Regions from separate parts of the Macaca mulatta genome. Here region 2 is linked to region 1. A link is a contact called in public Hi-C data. All regions are on one chromosome and are shown on one strand. Each heading gives the region's core, a stretch centred on a gene start, on an enhancer-like site or on the middle of the called end of the contact. The rest is flanking DNA. Distances are from core to core; before and after follow the strand shown.

Region 1 (6,833 bases), core at 2,885-5,384:
GATGGTCTCGATCTCCTGACCTCGTGATCCGCCCGTCTCGGCCTCCCAAAGTGCTGGGATTACAGGCTTGAGCCACCGCGCCCGGCCTATTTTTTAAAACTACCTTTTAAATGCTTAATGAAAGATTCCATAGCAAACCAGAGCCAAGATTAAAACATTGAGTGTAATTGTTACCTGGTTATAGCCACAAGGTCTTTAATTTCCCAGGGGTAATTCATTATTTGGCGGGTTACTGCCCCATTGACTATTTTAATACTACTATTAGTGTGTTTTAGAGCAAGGGAAGTTACAGGCACTGATAGTCCTGATAGTATCACATGAAACTCAGGTAATCAGTTAAATAGGAAGATTTTAGATGTGTACTCTACTCCCCTTAATTGGATGTAGTAAGTTTTGCCGAAAGGAAATCCAAACAAGGTTGTTTTTTTTTGTAGAGACAGGGACTCATTATGTTGCCCAGGTTGGTCTTGAACTCCTGGGCTCAAGTGATCCTCCCACCTCATCCAAAGTGCTGGGATTATGAGTGGGGCTTTTTAAAAAGTTAAGTGAAATAATGAAAGGCACTTAGCATTGTCCTTGGCATTTGCATTAAGTGTTCCATTAAGTATGCTATTAAACCAGTTATGACCCTGAAAAATGAGGGACTTGGGCAGTCAATTGGTGTTTTTCCAGTATCAACAATGAGGTTTATATAAATTGATGTCAAGGTATATATAACAAGGACAACAAATGTAGGAGAAACATTTTTTGGGCTCTTGTATGTCATAATTGGTCACTTCTATTGTTGAAATCTTTACAAAAGTCATGAAATCTTGGCATCTTGATTTTACAGGAAACAAGTGTAGAATGATTGTATAATTTAGCTGTGGTCATAATGAGCTGGGTTCAAATCTCAGTTCCAGTGCTTCCTACAACATAATCCTATTGTAATCCAATTTTATTAACCCCTTCTCTATAGACAAGGACTGTGGTATCACCTTCAAGTTTTTTTTTTTTTTTTTTTTTTTTTTTGAGATGGACTCCCGCACTGTTGTCTGGGCTGGAGTGCAGTGGCACAATCTCAGCCCACTGCAGCTTCCTCCTCCCGGGTTCAAGCAATTCTGCGTCAGCCTCCTGAGTAGCTGGGATTACAGGCGCCTGCCAGTACACCCGGTTAATTTTTTGTATTTTCAGAAGAGACGGGGTTTTACTATGTTGGCCAGGCTGGTCTCGAACCCCTGACCTTGTGATCCGCCCACCTTGGCCTCCCAAAGTGCTGGGATTACAGGTGTGAGCCACTGCGCCCAGCCCCACCTTCAAGTTTAACCATACTATTAGTGTTATATTAATAGGATTGTGCTATTGTACCAACCATAATACTGTCTGGCATGTTTGCTCTTAGATGATTCTCCCAATAAACCATCACTATTGCAGTTAAATATGACCCTTGGTGTAACGTATTTTCCTAAAATTTTTAGAAGACGGCAACAATTTTAAAGATCTGATACATAACAGGCACTGTTGAGCTCTTACAGATTTGTATTCTCAAGAGAAATGTCTCTCCCCCTTTCTGAAACTTAGGATAATCTGGAAATAAATCTTAGTGATACTATATAAGACAATGTTTTCTTAAAGGAACATTTTGTTTATCCTATGTGCTTAATCTGCTTTTTGATAGTCCTTGAAGTCATTGACCCATGCTGTTTCTATTTTTGAGATACTTAAACTATTTTCTCATCTAGATGTTCCCATCTCTAATGTCACACCTTGTATGGGTTTCTGGACTTCTCTGTACCTTTCATATTCTTTTAGTCTCGAGGGTACCAGTCCCTAGTCTGCTGAGCCAGTTTTACAGGCTCAGCCAAAATAAGAAAATGAAATGAGGCACAGGGAATGGACTTGATTAATCTCTTAACATTTGTGAGAACTTTGGTATTGCCTCTTCGCTTTCTAATTTCAGTTGTTCATTTTAAACCTAGTGCCTGTTAAGGCTATCTTAAATGAATTTAGAATCCCAGTATTTTAAGAAACTAGAAGTCCTCTAGTCTCTTGCTCCTCAAAAAGTCACCCATAGAATCACCCAGGAGCTTGTTGGAAAAGCAGAATCTTAGGTCCTGCCTCAGAATTGGAATCAATCTGCTTTTTAAACAAGATCATCAGATATTTTGTATGCATATCAATTTTTGAAAAGCATTGCTGTAATCTAGTCTTTGGTTTACTTAGAGGGGAAAACCAGTCAGTGGTTTATTCAACAAATATTTTAGTCCTTGTGTTCAAAGGGGTCAATTAAAAAACAACCCCGTGTTTTGGGTGTTTAAAATTAGAGGAGAAACGATTTGTCATGAAAGGAATCTTCCAACAATGATAGTCACGGGGTCCTTTGGGACTTGGTGGATTAGGCTTAGAGGTCTACTCAGAGGAGTTGACTCTTGAGATTTTTCAGGTGGTCAAAGAAAGGAATAGCATTTCATGCAGAAGAGCTAGCATATGTGGAGACAAATAGAAATGTGAAGATGGCATGTTTGGGGTTTTTGCAAGCATGATACAGCAGAGCATGCCATCCTAATAAGGGAGAGAAGTGGCCGGGCGTGGTGGCTGATGCCTGTAATCTCAATAATTTGGGGGGCCGAGGTGGGTGGATCGCGAGGTCAGGAGTTCAAGACCAGCCTGACCAATATGGTGAAACCCTGTCTCTACTAAAAATACAAAAATTTGCTGGGTGTGGTGGCGGGCGCCTGTAGTCCCAGCTACTCTGGAAGCCGAGGTTGCAGTGAGCTGAGATTGTGCCACTGCACTCCAGCCTGGGCAACACAGTGAGACTTCGTTTCAAAAAAAAAAGAAAAGAGAAAAGTGAGAGATTGGATTGTAAATGTTGCTTTTGTCCTAAAGGTAATGACAACTCACATTTACTGACTGCATTTGCCAGACATGGCTGTAAACATTTCAAGTTAATCTTCTTTATAACCTATGTGGATAGGTACCAATTTTATTAACCCCTTCTCTATAGACAAGGAAACAAGCACAGAATAAGTCAGCATATGCAACCAGCGTCCAAGTCCTGGTAGTCAAGGGAGGAGAGTGATTCAAGAATGAGGGAATAATCAGTGCAGCAATGAAAATTGAAGGCCAAGTTTCATAAGAGCTGAAAATCCCCATTGGATTTGGCACTTGGATCACTGGTGAGTTGAAGTGCAATTTTAATTAAAAGTTGTGTGCAGGCTAGATTAAGATGTTTTTAGGAAAGTATGGGAAGTGAGAAAAGAGTCCATATTAGTCTTGAAAGTTTGTAAAGGGAAGCAGAAACTTCGTGGTATAGGGCAGTAGAGCTCTAGAGTCAGGTTTGGATTTTAATTCTGGTTCTGCCATTTGTGTGTGATGCTGAGTGAACTGTGCTAAACGTCCAAGGAAACCTGTGTTTCCTCATCCAGAAAATGGGACTAATACCTACTTTGTAGGGTTGGTGTGAAGATTAAATAACGTGTGTGAAGTCCCGGGAATACAGTAGGTACTGTATAAAATGAAATTAAGGTTGTGGAGGGTGTGTTTTTAAAGGTGAGAATGTTCCTAGGTTAAAAAGAAGGTACAGATTAGAGAGGCTGACAATAAAAAGGGTCTATACTGAGAAGAATGGGGTGGTCTGTGGTTTCACAGCTATTGAAACCCGCTGTGTCTTGTGCTCACTCCACTCTGCAAGTCAGAGACAAGAGAAGTCAGCCCCAGAGTTTCTATTTGGAGGAGCTTAGAAACAACCTTAGAAAGTGGATGCTAAGGCAGATTTCTGTAAGTATGCCTACCAAGCACACTGCCTCCCTGTCGGGTGTGTGATTGGGGGTGGACTGGAACGGAACTGATGAAGATTGTGGGTACGCTCAAGCCCTTAACAAGCCTCCCTTTTCGCAGATCCTTACCCGAGGGCTCTCTGGCAACTCCAGAGCCCTCTAGATTTTCTTCTCACATGCGTTCTTAACCGTCTCTTTTCTAGGGTTTTCCTCTGCGCAGGTCTTCGCGCGGGACCTCAAAGTACGTGCCCGCTTCCCTTCCCCCAGCACTAAAGATAAATCTGGCGGTCCCAGCGCGCGCGCGCGGAGCCCGCGGGCCACACCCGCCTCCTAGCAACCGGACGCCAGGCTCAGCCTAAGGAGAGAGGAGGCCACCATGGACCAGCCAGCCGTCGCCACCGCCTCCACCACACTAAGGGAGGACCTGGTGCGTGGAGAATCATTCATCACAGCCTCGGTAAGATCGTCTGCCCCTTGCCGGCCTGGCTCCTGCTCCCCTCACCAGGCTCGCTGCCCTTTTCCCACCGCTCTCTAATCCCAGGCCTTCGTGCCCTTCTGGTTCCCTCTTCCTACCCTTCTCTCCTTGCCCTCACGTACGTCTCCGCCTGCGGACCTTCCTTCCTGGTCTTTATTGGACATTTCCTTTGTTTTCTTTCTTTTCGCCTTGCTTCTTCCTTTTTTCTTCTTCGCCCTTTGTTTTCTGTATTTTTCCCTTCTTCCCACTACTAATTAAACTGGACAACTGGTTTAGTATGGTGATTGGATTTCTTTCCCTCTCCGCTCCATCTGCTGGAAGACTGGGTTTTTCCTTCTGTGGTCTTACTAGACACGTTTTGCTCCGCCTCCTACTTTAGTATGTATAAAAATATTTGAAGCTACCTTTGCTACATTTTTCTTTTGGAGTCTCGATCTGTCACCCAGGCAGGAGTGCAGCGGTGTGATCTCGGCTGACTGCAACCTCCACCTCCCGGGTTCAAGGGATTCTCCTGCCTCAGCCTCCCGCGTAGCTGGGCTTACAGGCGTGCACCGCCATGCCCGGCCTTTGTTACGTTTTTAAATAAATGTGGGTGAGGGTTGTTTAACCTAATCTTTTATCTTTCCCCTTAGAGTGAATTTAAAATGGTAGATAAGTGGAATTTAGATCACCTGTCTTGGGCAAAACAAAACAGCAGCTGCCAATTGTCTTCCATTAGATTGATCAAGTTTTTTTCCCTCTCCTTCCCATCTCATTTTCCTTATTCTGGGGTAGGGGTGGGAGACCTGTCTTGACCTGCCTGAGAAAGTTTAATTTCTGTGACTATAAAAGTGCCACAGAGAAGATTCAACATAAATCTCACGAAGAAGTATCAAGGAAGAAGCTCAGCTTTAGCAGTGTGCATGAGACAATGTTTTTTAGAGAAATTCACATATATCATAATAAAATAAAACCCAGTGGTACTCATAAGTACAGTAGATTTAAGTTACTAGACAGGAAGAATGAATTATATCAGTTTTACTGATTAGATTATTACTTTTAATGCAGTCTTGCTTGACGACCTATATTTTATAGTAATAAAGGCATTATAAATGAAAGGGGAACTCAACATAATGATTTTACCTAGGACAAACAGCACAAAAGGAATATACTAAACGGTTGTGTTCTGTGGACAGTGGGCTGAAATAAATATGAAATAATAATGGATGAATGGGTATAGAGTACTAAATATGAAGACAACAGCTTCCTTGGAAACTGAGGAATACCAAAATAATCTGCTTCTTAACTTGGCAGATGAGATGTTAAAAATTAAAGCTACATTTATTGAGCACTGATTGTAGATGCAAGTCTTTATATGTACAATGCCTTACTCTTTTTTTTTTCCCCTGAGGTGGCTTCTCGCTTTGTCGCCCAGGCTGGAGTTGCAGTGACATGATCTCAGCCCACTGCAACCTCCGCCTCCCAAGTTCAAGTGATTCTCGTGCCTCAGCCTCCTGAGTAGGGATTACAGCCTTCTGAGTAGGGATTACAGGCATGTGCCAGCACGCCCAGCTAATTTTTTTGTATTTTTAGTACAGACAGGGTTTTACCATGTTGGCCAGGCTGGTCTTAAACTCCTGGCCTCAAGTGATCCACCCAAGTTGGCCTCCCAAAGTGCTGGGATTACAGGTGTGAACCACCACGTCTGGCATACAATGCTTTATTCTCATGGCAACTCTGGTAGTGCCTTATTTTTATACTACTGTGAGGAAGCATGAGAGTTGAGTAACTTACCCAGTGCACCTAGCGGTAAGTGGCAGAGCTGAGTTCCAACCTAAGTCTGTCTGGCTTCAAGCCCAACTCTTTTCTTCCTAAGAACACCACATTTCATCACATTTAATATATGTACAACATCTCTGTGAGATGCGAATGTTTATTACTCTAATTTTATCAAAGAGAATTTAGTTATTTGAAAGGACTTAAGATCATAAAATAACAATTTAAGGAAAATGGGCAAATTTATTATTATGTAGCTTTTATTTTAATGAAGCCTTGTCAGTTGGGTATGGGTGTGAATTTCTTCAAACAAATGTTTTATAACTTATATTTAATTTCAAGGGATCACCTCTCAAATGAATAAGCATACTTTGTGTTTGTTAATAGAAACCAGCCCGAAAGACTTCCTCTTTTGAAAGAGAAGGATGGTGGAGAATAGCATTAACAGTATGTACATTGTTCAGTCTTTCCTATTCACATTATTCCTATTCCATTAATATTTTAATCCGTTATACCTTTTAAGACTAACACTTAATTGAAGAAAACAGTAATTGTTCAGATCTGCATGGACCTCATTTCATACTTAAAATTTTAGTGTCAGCATATGAATGAGAAACTAACTTAATTTTGAATGCAATAGAAGCTTGGAAAAGTTAAACAATTCTAGAAATCTAGGTGCTTTACAGAACATCTAGATAAGGCTAACCTATGATCTTATGATCTGGGTGAGATTGCAAAACAAAAAAAGCATGCATTCTGGAAAGGTGTTTTGGTTTCAGTTTTTATTTTATATGGTATAGACCTTATGCAAATGGTCCTTAATATGGTCAATATGATGTGAAAGC
Region 2 (6,833 bases), core at 1,206-3,705, 150 kb after region 1:
CCTTGCTGGTCCCTATAGTCACCATGGCCCATCTTCGGTCATGCTGCAGTTCCCTCTGTCAACCTGGACACCTTCTAGCTCCTCAAAACTCCATTCAGGACCACCTTCTTACAGCACCATCCCTGACTCATCTCACCAGGAGAGGTCAGGCCTCTCCTGTCCTTCCCCCACCCGGCCCATACCGCAGCCCATATGCCCCCATCTGGTTCACCAGTTCTTGCTCACGGCTAGACTCCTGGCCCCAGGCACAGCCGCACACACAGAACTTGACTCAACCTGCCTTCGCAGGGTGTGACACTCAGGAGAGAAAGATTCTGGGCCTGGAGTGGAAACCTCCCCCTGTCCACCCTAGACCTTGACCTTTAAGAGAACAGTGTCTGAATTTGTGTCTGGCAGAGGGAGGGGTGAATTTTCAGAACTGGGCGTTAATTAGGTCAGAAGAATAGGAACAGAAGAGAGGATCAGTCTAGCAGCAGCGGCAGCAGCAGCAGCACAAATCCTCAGGCTGGTGATAGGCCCTCAATAGGCAGACAGCCAGGAAGGCTCCTTGGGGGTCCTACGGACTTGTACGAACTGGGGCCTGTGCAAGAGAGGGCTGTGATTCCCCAGCCAGAAGTGGAAGTGGGCTGAGTGGTTACTATGGTTTTGGGGCAGGGCCAAAGTGAAATAGTCCTGGTGGTTGCTGGGCAGTGCCTGTGTGTGTAACCATGGCAACAGGGCGGGGTAGGGGGAAATGGGACAGAGAAAAGGCAGGCGTGGGGGCTGGTGGGTAAGCCACAGCAGAATAAAATTCATGTGCAGCTCAGGGGCCAGGGCCTCAGACACTATGGGAGCATCAGTGCCCTCCCAGCACCCCCAGCTGTCCTGCTCCCTCCTCCCTGGCTCATTGCCCTGAGGCCACATGGTGTACCGCCATGGTCTGGCAGTAGCTCTGACCTAGTCCCAGCTACATTCTTTCCCTTCCACCATTGAGGTGGCCTCAGACCTGCTTTCATTAGAACATCCTCTAGATCAAATGCAGTAACAGATGTGAATGCACTTGTGACCTTTAAAGTAATACATGAACACTAAATCTTCTCACCGTCTCTTTCTCAGTTCTTAGAATATGGCAGAATATTCTCCTCTGGTTTCTCCCTGCCTAGTGTGCACTGCCATAATCCCCACACCCACCCCAAGGCTGCCCAGTGCTGGGGATGCACTGCTCTGTTTAATCCATGCATTTAATCCCAGGATTTAAATCTAGCGCTTGTGTAGTTGTCCTGCTCCTAGCCTTTGTCCTGGCTGTTCTCCTAGGGTAGCCCCTCCTAGACTAAAGAATATTCACTGCAAGCCCTCTGGCAGGTCAGAAGAGGAGAAGCCAAAGAAACCACGCTAGTCCCCATACACCCATCACCCAACAGCTCAGCACTGAGAGCATAACACATTTCTGGTCTTTGACCAAGTATCCATGAAGCAAATACGGGACCTTAGGGAAAGGCCTCAGGCAGGCTGGCCCATGAGAAACCTAAGGCAGGGACTACTCTTGGTCAAATAGCTAGCCCTATGTGTGTGACACGCATTACTTTTTTTTTTTTTTTGAGGCAGTCTTACTTTTGTTGCCTAGGCTGGAGTGCAGTGGCTCGGTCTCGGCTCACTGCAACCTCCGCCTCCCGGGTTCAAGCGATTTTCCTGCCTCAGCCTCCCGAGTAGTTGGGATTACAGGCACCCGCCACCATGCCTGGCTAATTTTTTTCTATTTCTAGTAGAGACAGGGCTTCACTATGTTAGCCAGGTTGGTCTTGAACTCCTGACCTCAAGTGATCCGCCCACCTCGGCCTCCCAAAGTGCTGGGATTACAGGCTTGAGCCACCGCTCCTGGCCCACATTACTCTTTTAGAAGCTGAATTGTCACATCCACCATCTCATCTGGCCTCACAGTAACCCCATGGTGGGGCAGGGATGAAATCACTGACTGCCCCCCACCCTCTGCAGATAAGGACACTGAGCCCCAGAAGGTGAACTACCTTGCGCAAGGTCCCACGGAGCTGAGGCTGAACCACCCCCCGTTCCCTCAGTCGGCCAGTTTGGGACCGCTGCGGCTTGCCTGAGCTCTAGACGCCTGGGGCTCCTCTGCCAGCTTTTTCCAACCTAGTAAGATACAAGACCAGTCCCGATCCTTTGGTGGCTGTAGCACCACAGGCAGCACTAACCTCTCCTTCTGCCCAGCCCTGTTTCTCCTCTCTAACTCTGGTCATAAACAGGGCTCCAGTCTAAGAGAAGGAAAGGGAACTACCATGTGGAGCACGCTCTGTACCTCTGTACGGCATCTCAAAACGCTCACAACAATCTTCTGTGTACTCTCAGCCTATTCTACAGGTGGGAAGACTTTACAGATAGGAGACCAGGTAAGCTTTCCAATGCACACGAGACAGGGGGTTGGGACCTAAATTACAGCCTAGACATTCTGACTTCACTTCTGGCTCCTTCCCTGCCTCCAGGTACCTCCGAGGAAGTGTCCAATAGCCTCATCCATGCCGTGAGAGACCCTGGGCTAGCTCTGCTTATAAAAGAACTGAAGCAAAACACAAGGTCAGGCTTCCCCCATCAGGCCCTGGGTGCTGCTTCTCTGCAAAGAACATGCTCCTTGGGCAACAAGTCCAAGCAAGGCCCTGATCAACCCCATTCTCAAAAACAGGCTCTCCATTGGCCAAGGGACAAGGCTCAGGGCCTGCTGCTGCCACCCCCACCCTCTGCAAAATTACCCCGGAAACAAGTCTCCTGGCAGCATCTGTACCCAGCACCCGCCCTTTCCCTGGAGGACACTGTCATGCTCCCCCTGTGCTGTCGTCCCCATCAGCAGACATAATTACCACTGGCTCTTGAGCTGCCAGTCCACAGAGCCAAGAAATAACATGCTCTGTGACATGTCCCATCCACCCAGCGACCCAGGCCAGGCCCATGCCAGCCTCCAAGCTCCTGCTGCATCAGGCTCCTGCAGCAGAAAAAACAGCTCTTTCCGCCAGTTAGAGAGAGGCTCTCCCACCTCCACTGAACCAAGGGCTCTAAGCTGGCAGTGTTATCAAACCCTTCACCGCTTCAGCCTTTAGCAGAGCAGGGCCTTGTGTTGGAGCAAACCAGATCCCAAAAGCTGAAACAATCTGTGCTCATCTGCTGAATCCCTGATGGAATCAAGCCCAGGAAGCACTTTTTGTTTTGTTTTGTTTTGTTTTTTTAACTGAATGGCATCCTTAATCCAATTTATCTCCCAATCAGACCTGAACATAAATGTTTTCAAAAATGACTAAGTCAGGATCAAGTATTTATCAGGACAAAATGAGCACATATTGAAGAACCAAAATGTACCAGGCACCTTCACGTTCATTTTCTTATTTAATCCACCAAAGTCATACAAGAGAGACCTTATTAGCTCCATTTTACAGATGAGAAAACCGAGGCTCAGGGTGGTAAGAAGCTCACCCAGGCCACATAGATTGTGAATGGTAAATTCAAGATTCAAATAGCCAGATGCCCAGCATTGGGCATGGCACAAAGTCTGTTAATCTGCAGAGTCCCAGGACTCAGAGACTTACCTATCCACCCCACTCCCTCAACACCAGGGCTCTGTACCCTTTCCATTTCTAAGAGCAGCAACTTGTTCGCTAGCGAAAAGAAACAGGGATCCAAGGGTTCAGTTTACTTTAGCACATATTTTTATGTCCCAGATCAGTATTTTAGAAATAATAAAGATTCCTGTATCTCCTAGTTCCCCAACTGTTTCAGAAAATCAGGCTGGTTTGATACACAGTTCTTTCAAAAACAAGAATTTACATTTGAGGTTCAGCAGACTGGGATCATTCCTTCTGATTTGGGGACCAGGATTTCCTCCACATCCCTGGGAACAAACTGCAGTAGACGGGAGTCCATTTGGGACAGGAACTATGATTGAACAATTAATCATTGTCTTTACAATGCTGAGCATGGTCCTGCATGCTGTAGCTGCTCGAACAAGATTAGATGGATGGATGGTAGGTGGATGGATAGATGAGTAAATGAATGGATGGATAGACAGATGAATGGTAGGTGGATGCAGGGTTGGTAGGTGGCTGGATGGATGAATGGGGGATGGATGGAATGATGGGTGGATGGATGAATGATAGGTGGATGAATAGGTGGATACATGAATGGTGGGTAGATGGATGGATGAAAGGGTGGTTGGATGAATGGGAGGTGGATGGATAAATGGATGAATGGGTAGGGGGATGCATGGTTGGTGGTGGGTGGGTAGATGGATGAATGAATGGGTGGATGGATGGATGGTGGATGAATGGATTAATAGGTGGATGGATGGATGGTGGATGAATGGATTAATAAGTGGATGAATGAATGGTGGGTAGGAGGATGGGTGGATGGAGAAACGATGGGAGGGTAGATGGCCAGAAGGATAAATGGGAAAGTGTGTAGATAATGGATATATGAATGAATCAATGATAAGTAGGTGGATTTTTAAATGCCATTTTGGCCCCAAAGACTCAAAACTAGGTCTAAAACACAAATCATCTTCAACCAGTTATATTTCATATCCTCCTTCCATTCCTGTGAAAGCATTAGTAAGGTTTCTATTTACCTCTGGAAAGACAAGGTCTCCCTCATTCATTCTGATCGCACATAGTCAGCTTGTAATAAAAACCATATCCAAGGTAGCAGCCCCATACCACACAGCCAATCCTCTGAGTTCCAAACCACAAAATAAGGAAGCCTGCAAACACTGCAAACACTGCTTCCTGCAGCAGCTGCTCTGGATGTCCTGGAGGTGGAAGCAATGATGATGATGCCTCCTGGGTTGGCTCTGCGGGAAAAGCTTTCACTGCAGCATAACATATTCTGCAGGTATTAGGAGAACCTAAATAGCAGCCAAGGCCAACAGCTGCTGTTCTAGAGGTTTCTCTCCAAGCCCATCATTTGCAGCCAAACCCAGACAATATCAAAGGGGGATGAGGAAAACCCTACAGGTGCATGGAGGCTTGGGGTTCAGCTGAGTGGTATCAGGGCAGGAGCTTGGGAAGCTGGTAGAGTGGAACCCATACCCTAGTCCTCTCACTGTTCAAGAATGAGACTGGAAGGAAGGAGAATTTAAAACAAAGGCAGGAGAAATGGCAGGTCTGGCCACTCGGAGAAACCATTCCCGGCCACAGAGGCCAGATCCAGCACCCGGGGAAAAGGTCACCGCAGACGAAACACTAAAGCTAAGCACATTGCCAACACTCTCCCCCAAATCCCTCAAGTTTCTGAATGTCTAACAGGCTGGGTGTAAGGGGAAACAAACCAGCCAGCCCCACAAGAGGCGCCTCCTCCCAGCCTCAGTGCAAACAGTGTCTGGGCAGTGCCTGTTTCCTGTGCCACAGGGAATCTCCCAGGACACCGCCTGGCCAGCCAACCCAGACTCACCCACCCTCTAACCCCTAGTCTCTGAGGCAGGCTGCCGGCCACACTGTCGTGCAAAAGGGAAAGAGCTGCTTGAAAGAGAACGCATACTCAGGAAAACCCACCTGGCTCCAAGCATGGGCCATGTTTCTGTGAAAGGCCATTCTCTGCTTGGAGGGTTTGGGAGTGGGTGGACAGCCTTAACTGAAAGGCATCTGAACTCTGTCCTGAGGACTTCGATCAAGCAGAGGCTACAGAAAATGACTTGGGAAGACAAAGCCCAGCCTTGCTCCCTACCAGGAGAAAAATTAGGACCATCCTTACCCCGACAGGCTTGTCCCTTTTACAAAGCCCTCTGATCCCCAAAGTCACCTCCCTGGCCTTTTACACTTGAGAAGACCAGGGATCAGAGTAGTGGACAAGGGAAGCACCAGGATGGAAGTCCAGGAGCCCTGCATCCTGGGGCTTGGAAACTGCTGAGGGAGAAGGACATGTTTGAGTCATGGCTTCAAGGCTTATTAGTATACGACCTTGACCAACAGCCATACCTGTCCTGGACCTCACTTTCGTCATCTGTAAGATGGGAACATATAGTATTAGAGTGAACTTTTATGAAACTGTTGTTTTTGTAGGTCATAAACAATTGAAAATTAGGCAATTTCAATTAGGTGAACATAATGCTCACCTAATCAGCTTGGAACCTCCCTGGCTGAGAAAGGACCTAACAGATGACCCTGTTTTCAGCCTTTCACCACCTACCTGTAAACTGCACTGGAAGCCTCAGTACACACAGGCTACAAAACAACCGGTGTTTAGGCTGGGTGCAGTGGCTCACGCCTGTAATCCCAGTACTTTGGGAGCTGAGGTGGGTGGATCACCTGAGGTCAAGAGATCGAGACCGGCGGGGTCAACATGGTGAAACCCCGTCTCTACTAAAAATATAAAAATCAGCCAGGCGTGGTGGCGAACACCTGTAATCCGAGCTACTCGGGAGGCTGAGACAGAAGAATCACTTGAACCTGGGAGGCAGAGGTTGTAGTGAGCCAGGATTGCGCCACTGCACTCCAGCCTAAACAATAGAGGGAGACTCTGTCTCAAAACAAAACAAAACCAAAAAAAACCCACAAAAAAACCCATGTTTCCAGACAGGTGATTCCAGTGCAGTCTCACTGGAGGGTGGATGTGGTAAAATGGCGGAGAGGGGATGGGAGTACTGGTCTGTACAGGATTCAGTCTGTGGTCAGAGTAAGGGCCCATTTTTAAAAGTAAAAAGCACACTGTTCTCCCATGAAAATCAGATGTGGCACACGGTGCCTCTTATCTCCACAGCTGCTAACCAGTGAGATGGCCCCTCCCCTGGGCAACCACTTACCCACCTCACAGGCAAACATTTTAGGACAACACCCTGGCCAGCTGGCAATCCCATCCAAATA

Evidence for each region. A called contact is a pair of places that touch in the nucleus more often than the background predicts.
Region 2: a contact with region 1 is called in a Hi-C map of sperm, with 3 times the contacts expected there. The contact joins the enhancer-like site here to the promoter of STPG4 in region 1. A contact is called at or near these places in 6 of 14 Hi-C or Micro-C datasets (cortical neurons, fetal cortex germinal zone, fetal cortical plate and 3 more).

What each region holds. Positions count from the first base shown.
Region 1 is chr13:77,685,779-77,692,611 of T2T-MMU8v2.0, forward strand. STPG4 (sperm-tail PG-rich repeat containing 4) reads left to right here and starts at 4,135. Exons shown (of 5, transcript NM_001190958.2): 1 at 4,135-4,215; 2 at 6,376-6,435. The coding sequence starts at 4,135.
Region 2 is chr13:77,834,621-77,841,453 of T2T-MMU8v2.0, forward strand. All of the region lies in intron 9 of TTC7A (tetratricopeptide repeat domain 7A), which reads right to left. Among named protein-coding and RNA genes, the nearest start is that of TTC7A, 80 kb to the right of the region's middle. Within about 2 kb of position 2,456, at least 6 of the 40 cell types and tissues checked have an H3K27ac peak or open chromatin away from gene starts, as enhancers often do.